Regions from separate parts of the Gossypium hirsutum genome. Here region 2 is linked to region 1. A link is a contact called in public Hi-C data. All regions are on one chromosome and are shown on one strand. Each heading gives the region's core, a stretch centred on a gene start, on an enhancer-like site or on the middle of the called end of the contact. The rest is flanking DNA. Distances are from core to core; before and after follow the strand shown.

Region 1 (4,647 bases), core at 1,544-4,043:
GTGTTATGATATCTGCACATGAAACTTTTGAAGGGCAAGTGGCTTCTAGAGCTTTCTTCGCTTCATCGATGAGCTCGAATCCACGCACCGTCAAGTTTTGCATTTACAAAAAAGGGTTAATGCCATGGTGCTCCATTTCCTAGAAAGCTTACTCTAACGAAACAGTCATGGAAATGCATGCGAAGCAAGGCTGCAGTGATGGATTTATCACGGCTTAAACGTCGTCGGACAGCTGCTCGAACTATGGATTCGGCATTTGGACAACTTCTTCTGTAAAAACCAACCCTAAGGTTTGCCAAGGCAAGCGGAAGAATCAAAAGGAATAGAACAAATGTAACCTTCAATCTCATCATTTCTTTCTCTCGGTTTTTTCTTGAAGCTCTTTGGGGTATGAACAACACATTCCAGAATATGAATATATAGTTGGAGATTTTGTAGGCATGTGATTGGCCTCATAGAATGTATAGAAGTTGAAACGTGCAAAGGTCAATGTTTCCAGTATCCAACACGGTTTGAGAAGCAATCATATACATACGCAGTTGTGTGTTCTATTTTATTATTTGATGCATCACGGTTTATAATTTTATTAGTTCTTTCACTTACATGTAAATTTCTAATTAAGCATACTGTTTTACTAAATAAATCCTTATTATATTCCAAAAAACCATAGTTAAATTATGATAAATTAGCATCATATGTAACACAAAGAAGGGATTGGGATTGGGAAATTGTGTTTAATCAATAATTGACAAGTCAAATTACATAATTTGTAATCATTGGGAGACACGCAGTCACCAAGTCCAAAAATATAAATTAATATGTGAAATATTCATGACAAAGAAATTTAATCCACCAACGAATGTCAAGGAATCTGATTATATATAAAACAGATTTTATTTTTTTTTCCTTTTTTCTTTTTCTTTTATTTGAAAAAAACAAAACTACTTTTGTTTATAATTTTCTGGAATGAACAGGCTTGCACGTTTCAAGACTATTCAATGCATCCACCATAAAATAAAATAAAAGTAGGCTAAATAATTAATGCTTAGTTGCACAACAAGGAAGGATAAATTTGGATAAAATGTTTTATTTATTTTAATGTTACTTTTATCATAAAATATTCCATGTATAAATATGTTGAGTTATCCATTAAGATAATTTTTTTATTCGATCAACAACTTTTTTTAAATTTGTTTAATGTCTTAGAATTTATATCTAAATTGTTTCCATTAACACTATTAATAAAATATAATATATTTTTTTAATTTAAACATTATACTAATAATATTTTATTTTATTTACTGAAAAAGAAAGGTGAAAGTACAAACAAATTACTAAGAAATTGAAATAAAAAAAATGACCGATTAATAAATTGACCATGTTTTTTGGAGAAAAAAATTGTGATTGATTTTTATTATTTTAAAATTTATTGAATTATACTTATCTTTTATATTAAATATATTTTAATAATTTTATGTATTTAAATTTTTAATATAATAAAATATTTTAAAAAGATGAAAATTTTATATGTTCAAAAAATTAAAATGTCATTTTACCATTTATAGCTTTTGATAGAAAAAATAATTGTTATGGTATATTAAAATGAACTTATAATTGTAAAAATAATAAGCAACTTTTCAGAATGGACTTATCGGAGAACCAAGGAAGCGATGAAGGCGAACCAGCGAATCGATCAACAAAGAAAGTTCGAATGCGAGATATCGATGAAAATTGGGAAGTCGATATGGAAGCAACAATAGAAAATGGGAAAACTCTTTCATGGAAAGATCGATTGATGGGCTAAGGGCTCCATCCGATTGGGGACCCATCGAACGCGGAAGGACCAGAATAGGAGGATGACTTAAAGTTATCAAAGGACGATGTGGAGCGATCGACAATCAATGGCATTCCCTCAATAAAATTTTCTGATCGAATCAATCAAATCCTCATTAAGCACATGGAACTTACAGTTGTAATCAAATTGTTGGGGAGGAATATAGGATATACTGCTTTGCAGAATAAGGTCTATTCACTTTGGAAACCCTCTCAGCCATTCCGCCTAATGGATGTAGAGAATGGTTATTTTCTGGCAAAATTCAAAAATCCAGACGACTATGAGAGAGTTCTAAGCCAAGGGCCTTAGTAGTCTTTGGACAGTACTTAACAGTACAACCGTGGACTATGGAATTTAATCCTGCTCAACCGTACCCTAATATAGTTATGGCCTGGATTCGTCTTCCTGGGTTACCTGGGCACATGTACAAGCGAAAAATCTTGCGGGAAATCGGAGAAACAATAGGAAAAGTAGAAAAATTAGATTTTAACACCGATAATGGAGTAAGAGGGAGATTTGCGAGAATGGCAGTATTTGTTAACCTAGGAAAGGCCTTGATTTCACAGGCACTTATTAATGGAGTTACACAACGATTAGAATACGAGCACCTTCCGATGGTTTGCTTCCAGTGTGGGCACTATGGTTACACAAAAGAAATTTGCCCTAAAGAAGAGATGGGATTGGAAGGAATAGGTGAGGATATCCCAGAAGATCAGACGAGACAAAGACATCCATTGGAGGAAAACAAAGCAGAAAACTCAAATAGAGAATTATATGGTCCATGGATGCTTGTTGAAAGGAAGGCAAAGAAAACTAGAAGAACAGGATGGAAACATGAGGGCGACGGCGCAACCAAAACAGCAAGAAACTCTAGATTCCAGGTTCTGGAAAATATAGATGATAGTGGGCTCCCTAAAGCTCGCGGCGAGGAAACCAGAATGGACTATGAACAAGGTAATACTGACCCTCTAAAGCCGGGCTCAGAAAAAGATGTTGGCTCATTTCAATCTGACCACTTTACACACCCTAATGATGGGCGAAAATCAGGAATACAAACTGCAGACCCTTCTTGGCCCAGCAACAAAACAGAAGTGCGAATAGACAAAACTATTTTAGCACAAAGGCCTTTGATTTATGTCAAAGCAGCAAACATAAGCAGCCCACCACAAAGCCTTGGCCACCACCAAACTTCCATAATACTGACAGAGCATGATGGGATTAAAAAGGCCAAGCCAGCACTGGTAATAAATCTACTTGGCACTCCAAAGAATCTGCTACTGGGTCTCATGAAAGACAGATCAATAATACCAGACCAGGCCTAATAGAAGATGCAACTAGGGCTTTAAACAAGGAGCAAATAGACCTAACCAGCAAAGAAGTTAATAGCAAAGAAGTGAATTTCTTACGTAGCTTAAACTTGCTGGAAAAATCAAGACAGGAACTACCACCCAACATTAATACATCTTTCAATCTTGCTTCTACAGACCTCCAAAATAACTTTAGCATTTTAACTCCTGAAAAGGATGTTGGGGGGCTATCGAAGAAAGCTCTGCCCAGTTAAATTCGCAAACTTTTCAAGAAATTATGAAGCTACCAACAGCAAGTATTCTAGACGCTGATAAGCATTCAATAGTTCTCTTCCAAGAAAATAATCAACCCACAACCAAAGGAAATACCCAGAACATCAAAACCAAAACAGGAGCCAATTAAGCAGTGGAATCAACAGTACGCGACAATGCAAAAACAGGGAATCCCCACAAAGGAAGAAACCTCAAAGTCAACAAAAAAAAAGGTAACCCCTTTAAAGTCTCCCCTTCAAAAATTTCAATCCCTGAATCTATCAGTAATATGGTTGAATTGTTGCAAACCCAAGTCCAGCAAGGGCTGGTAAATGAAATTCCTAGTGGAACATTAGGAAAAATAGGAGACAATGCAGAGAATAGGCAGTAATTAAGTAACCCGATATACGCATTTATTTAATTTTAATGAACTCTAGAATCTTGATTTTTTCCTAGAATTGTCAAGGGTGTGCGAATGAGAAATTTTCTCGTACTTTTAAAGAGTATAATAGGGAACACAAGTCGGACATTATTAGCTTATTAGAACCGAGAGTAAGTGGCCGCAAAGCTGACGAAGTAATTGTAAAATTAGGATTACAGTATTCACATAGAGTGGAAGCTAGAGGTTTTTCAAGGGGAATTTGTATTGGATGGAAATCCTCTGTCAAACTTGAAATTCTCTAAAATCACCCCCAATTCATACATACACAAATATCTTATGGCTCCCCTACCCAAATAATCCTCATTGCTTTTGTTTAAGGAAGTCCTAATAAAACAAAGAGGAGCTTTCTATGGGACACCTTAAAAGAGACTATCCCTACAACCAATACTCCCTGGTTGGCGATTGGGGACTTTAACTCTATTCTATCCAAAAATGAAAAAAAAAGGGACTTCTGTTGGGAAAAGGTGCCCCTTATTCGGAGAATTTATTGAAAACAATGATTTACAAGATTTAGGATTCCGAGGACCTTCCTTCACATGGCAAAGAGGAGGGATACTTGAACGAGTAGATCGAGCAATTGGTAACATTCCTTGGATTCGTACTCTTCAACAGTGCCTAGTCACACATCTAGTGAGAATCAAATCCGATCATCGACCCCTACTAGTGGATTTATGTCTGGATCTTAATTCAGCTAAAGGAAGACCTTTTCGGTTTCTAGTAGGATGGGTTCAACATCAAGATTTCTCCAATACAATCTCCAAACTATGGGAATATAAGGGAGACATGACTTACGCTCTAGGAAAGCTTTCTAC
Region 2 (4,746 bases), core at 2,208-4,707, 120 kb after region 1:
ACAAAATATGTGTAACAATAAATGTGTGGGCAACGCATTGGAGATGTAGCAAGATTTGAATGGCATGGTGCTAAATGTGAGAACAATGGTGATTGTGAATGGTGATGATTACTTTTGGCGACAACTGGCCACTCCCAAACTCACCCAAAAGAAAAACATAAAAGCTTAACTTTTATTTTGAATTCTTTAAGGGAAAAAAAACACATTTTTATAGGGGTTCCTAATTTTAACTTTCTTTTATGAATATTTTTTAGTTTACTTTTTACTTTTTACCTTTTATTGGGGGCCAGTATTGTTACTTTACTTGAAGAAGTAGCAAAAGCTCAATTATAATCTGGTGTGCCAATCAATTATTTCTGCAAATATCACTGCTTTCAATGTGGTTTTAATTTAACTGGTCCTTCATTTTTGGAAAGTTAAAACATTAAATAGAAAATATCTTCTTATTTAAAATTTTCATTCTCTAAATATCTATAATCTATAACAATAAATAAAAGTCATCCAAATCCATTGTGATTTGTGAAGCTGCAGTCAGCAAGTAAATTGATGGTAATTTTTTTTTTGGCCAATTTCTCAGAACTGGTTACATGTCTGGATCTAGTGAACAATTTAGAGTATGAGGCATCAACTTAAAAATTTTGAATGTTAATTGTTTAAAATATAATTATATTAAAATTTACATTTAGTTTTTAATGTTGTTAGAAATTTTTACAATTATTTTATGTTATTTTTTGTGTAATATATTAATTTATATAATATTTTACATATTATATCATACTTCAATTTAAAGATTATGTTTCGGGTTTTAGTTTATATTTTATTTTACATGATTTATTAAAAAAATTTATCTTCATTAGCTTTTTGTATTCAAAATATTATACATTAATATAGTTTTATTTCACATTAATTTTTAATGTCTATAATGCATGCCATTTTTCATTTCAGTTTTGCAAGCGGTGAAAATTAACTTTTTAAAATTTTTTTAACAATATCATTTTTAGGGTTTGAATTTAAGATTTCTTTCCGGAAGCATAATATACCTTACAATTGTATACAATATTTGTTTATTTTTCATGTTAACTTTGTGACATATTTAATTGAAATTCATAATAGTTTGATTTTAACTCTATATTTATTTACTTAAGATTTTAAAATATAAAAATTATTTAAATAAATAAATTATTATAGTAACCAATTTAGAAAAAAAAAATTAATATCGTAGTTAAAAGTAATTGGTACATAGCTCAGATGTTGGACTTAGGTTAATTTAAAATCTGTATTTAGTTAGCATTAGAGGAAAATAAAAATAAATTATACTAGGATTTTTTAAATGATATATTTAGATGAGTGGATTAATATATTCATTTTAATATTCTACTTAATTCAATGCTCAACAGAGGAAAAATTAATTTTTTATTCTATTTTATGTATTTAAAAAGAGTAATTTGCATAATCAGATGCATGAATTTAAGATCTGCATTCGACCTTAACATAAATATAGTTTTAGTAATTAATGAAATATCAATAATCAATATTATTACAACTTGAATATAAAATTTAAATAAAATATATTTTGGCATTAAATATATTATTCAATAATGTTTTATCTTAAAATTAATGGACCACATTCCGGTGGATTTAATTCAGGAAAAAGGTGAATTGAAGGGATAAATTATTCAAATCTCTCATCATTCATTCAAACTTGTTGGTCTCATTCTGATTAAATATAATTCTAAAACAACAATTTTAAATATACATCATAAATAATTATTAAGAATTTATGATTTTCTTAATTTATGTAAGTTGTATACTTTAATTTAATCGTTTTAGTTCTTATACTTTTTCAAATTTTAAATTGTAACTCTTATAAATAATAATTATTAAATTCATTAAGTTTTGTTATTTTTAAAATTCAACGTAGCAAATATATTATCATATTTGTAATACCATGCCAACTAGCAATTTTCACGTATTACTAAAAAAAAAGTCAGTTAATGGGTTTAACTGTTGTTGCTTGCGTCAAAACTGAAATTTTGAAATTCGAATAGTACGAAACTAAGAATGATGCAATTGAAGAATGTGAATTAAATTTATAACTTTACGCATAGTAAAATTTAACCAATTGGATTTAATTGCTATTGTTTGGGCTAAGGTTGTAATTTCAAAACTTGAAAAGTACAAGGACTAAATTTAATCAATTTAAAAAGTATAAGGACTAAATTTGAATAAAATAAAGTATAGGGATTAAATCCATAGTTTACACATATTACAAGATTAATAGCATTATTTAGCCAACTAGATTTCACTTCTACAGTTTGGGTTTAGGATTGTAATTTCAAAATTTGAAAAGTAGAGAGACTAAAATTAATCATTTCAAAAAGTATATGGGCTAAATTTGATCTAATTAAAGTATAAGATTAAATTCACAATTTATGCATAGTACAATGATTAATGGACAAATTTAACGTTTTTATCATAAAACAATAAGCAAAGTTTTTAGAATCAGATGATCGAATCGATCAAACCATCGATTCTCGATCTGATCGATTTTGTTTGATTCAATTGAATAAATTATTAAAAATTTAAAAATAGAAAAAATTAATAGCTTGATTCAATTGAGTTTTTAACCAGGTCGTACCGATTTGTAAGTTAATCCATCCAACCTATTCTTGCGGACCAATATACAGACTGATCCTACTCTAAAAGCAATGGTCAGTAAGAGATATCTGGTTCAAGTAATATTATATTTTATAAACTAAAAATTAAATAAAGTAATACAATATATCTAAAAATATGCTATTCTGTTTAAAAAAAAATTGGTTTGGTGAATCTTTATATTAAACTTGAAATATATTATTTACTTACAAAACTAAAAGAGAGGAAAAAGAAGCAAAAACCGGTATATTTATTGTGTTAAGGTGACGTTGGAAGTTGGGGATAAAAGGACAAAGGAAACAGTAGCTAAAGTCCTGAACGTTAAAGTGGGAGAAGAAAGCTGCCATTTTTTTTTTTCTGTTTTTCCTCTTCACTGAGGCATTAAAGCAGACATAAAGGGATTGTTTAATTGCTAATGGTGTGAGTCAGTCATATTTGGATCCCATTGCAATGATGTGTAAAAGTACGTATAAAGGAATAAATTAGCCTCTTTCTTTCTCTTCTACTCTCAATCGCTTTAGTGCCAATCTGTCAAACACCTCCTATCATCAAATGGGTTTTTGTTTCCAATATCAAATTTTACATATTATTTTAATGTAAGTGTATTTAAAATATAATATATTTTGTTGATTAAATTTTAGTTTAGCTAATATCGTATTATTGGGACAACGACTTGAACTCTAATTTTTCTCGGATTATGGATAGAAATAGATAATATTTCTTGATTTTTTATTAATTATATTCCTATCTATAGGATTTTACCCAAGTCATTTTTATGAATTAGGTCCATCCAAGGCCCCATAAGTGCGTTTATTGTTGGGTTGTGGACTAACCTACTTCTTCGGCTTGTTGGGTTGGTCCACATTAGATTCTTCTAATTGGATTTTTGAACTTAATCTATCAAGGCCCAAATATATTTACAACATTACTAATTACTGTTATAATTAATGTTTGTAAATTTAGATCGGTGATTGAACCAGTTCGATCGTCGATTTTTAATCTGGTTGATTCAATCGGTTTAACCACAGATTCGATCAATTTATTGTTTAATAATATTAAAGAAAACAATAAAAACCCAAGTAGCTATTACTATAGATCAGCATTTTTATAACCAAACCATGTTTATAAATTACTATAAGACCCAACTATGTTAGGTCCAGAGTAAAAAATAAAATAAACTTAATTCTTCCCCTCATCTCTTTCGTAATTTCCTTGCTGCCTATTTCTTCTCATCATTTCAAAAACTCATTTGGTTGGGGTTGTTAACATTACTTTTATACACAAATGGAGTGAGGTTGTTAAGTATTTTGGTAACTTTCAAATGTAAACCACTTTTTCACCTGACAAGTGGTAAGACATCTCATTAATTTGAGTAATTTTTATTGATGACTCTAATTTGTCACATAAAAGTCAAAAATTCATTATGAATGCTGAATTTATGGTATACGTAATGGAATATTACACATTAAAGTATTTCTTATATATTTCAATTAACCCAAAGCAATGGTATATATTATAAAATTACATCGAATTTATATTGAATTTAAGAGTTCCAGAATATGAAATACATAAATGAGTATTGCAAAAATTAACTATCAATTATTAAATTAAATTACATATATGTACATAATTGACTATCGGTTTTAATATTAAGTTTAATTTAGACGATAAGTTATGTTTTTTAGACAATTTTTATTTTGATTCATTATTATATCTCAACTATTTGTTTGCTATTGTTTTCAAGGAATGGGGGGCTTGCAACCAAAAATGAATGTCGCAGTGAAAAAAAGGAAGTAGAAGATAATTTTATTTTAGGTCCCTCGAATTTTTTTTTTCTAGTTTAATACCTAATTTTAAGTTTCCATTTAATTGATTTAATCATTTAAGCATGTTTTAATTTGTGCAATTGTATCCTTACAACATTGCTTAATTTATTCAATTGAACCCCTTATGGTTTTATGCAATTTGAAAAGTTGTAAAATAGTTATATATTACATTTTATTAGTGAAAAATTGTTAAAATGATATGTGTGCAATTTTAGTTTCATGTTGTTGAAATAGCATAACAATGTTAAGTATTACATTTTATTAT

What was found. A called contact is a pair of places that touch in the nucleus more often than the background predicts.
Region 2: a contact with region 1 is called in a Hi-C map of leaf, with 4 times the contacts expected there. The contact joins two enhancer-like sites. A contact is called at or near these places in 4 of 34 Hi-C or Micro-C datasets (callus and leaf).

What each region holds. Positions count from the first base shown.
Region 1 is chrA11:91,761,153-91,765,799 of Gossypium_hirsutum_v2.1, forward strand. It overlaps the pseudogene LOC107904879. Among protein-coding and RNA genes, the nearest start is that of LOC121209957, 38 kb to the right of the region's middle. Within about 2 kb of position 2,794, at least 9 of the 9 cell types and tissues checked have an H3K27ac peak or open chromatin away from gene starts, as enhancers often do. A contact at or near this core is called in leaf, where this site is marked.
Region 2 is chrA11:91,878,499-91,883,244 of Gossypium_hirsutum_v2.1, forward strand. No RefSeq gene overlaps it. Among protein-coding and RNA genes, the nearest start is that of LOC107891119, 24 kb to the right of the region's middle. Within about 2 kb of position 3,458, at least 2 of the 9 cell types and tissues checked have an H3K27ac peak or open chromatin away from gene starts, as enhancers often do. A contact at or near this core is called in leaf, where this site is marked.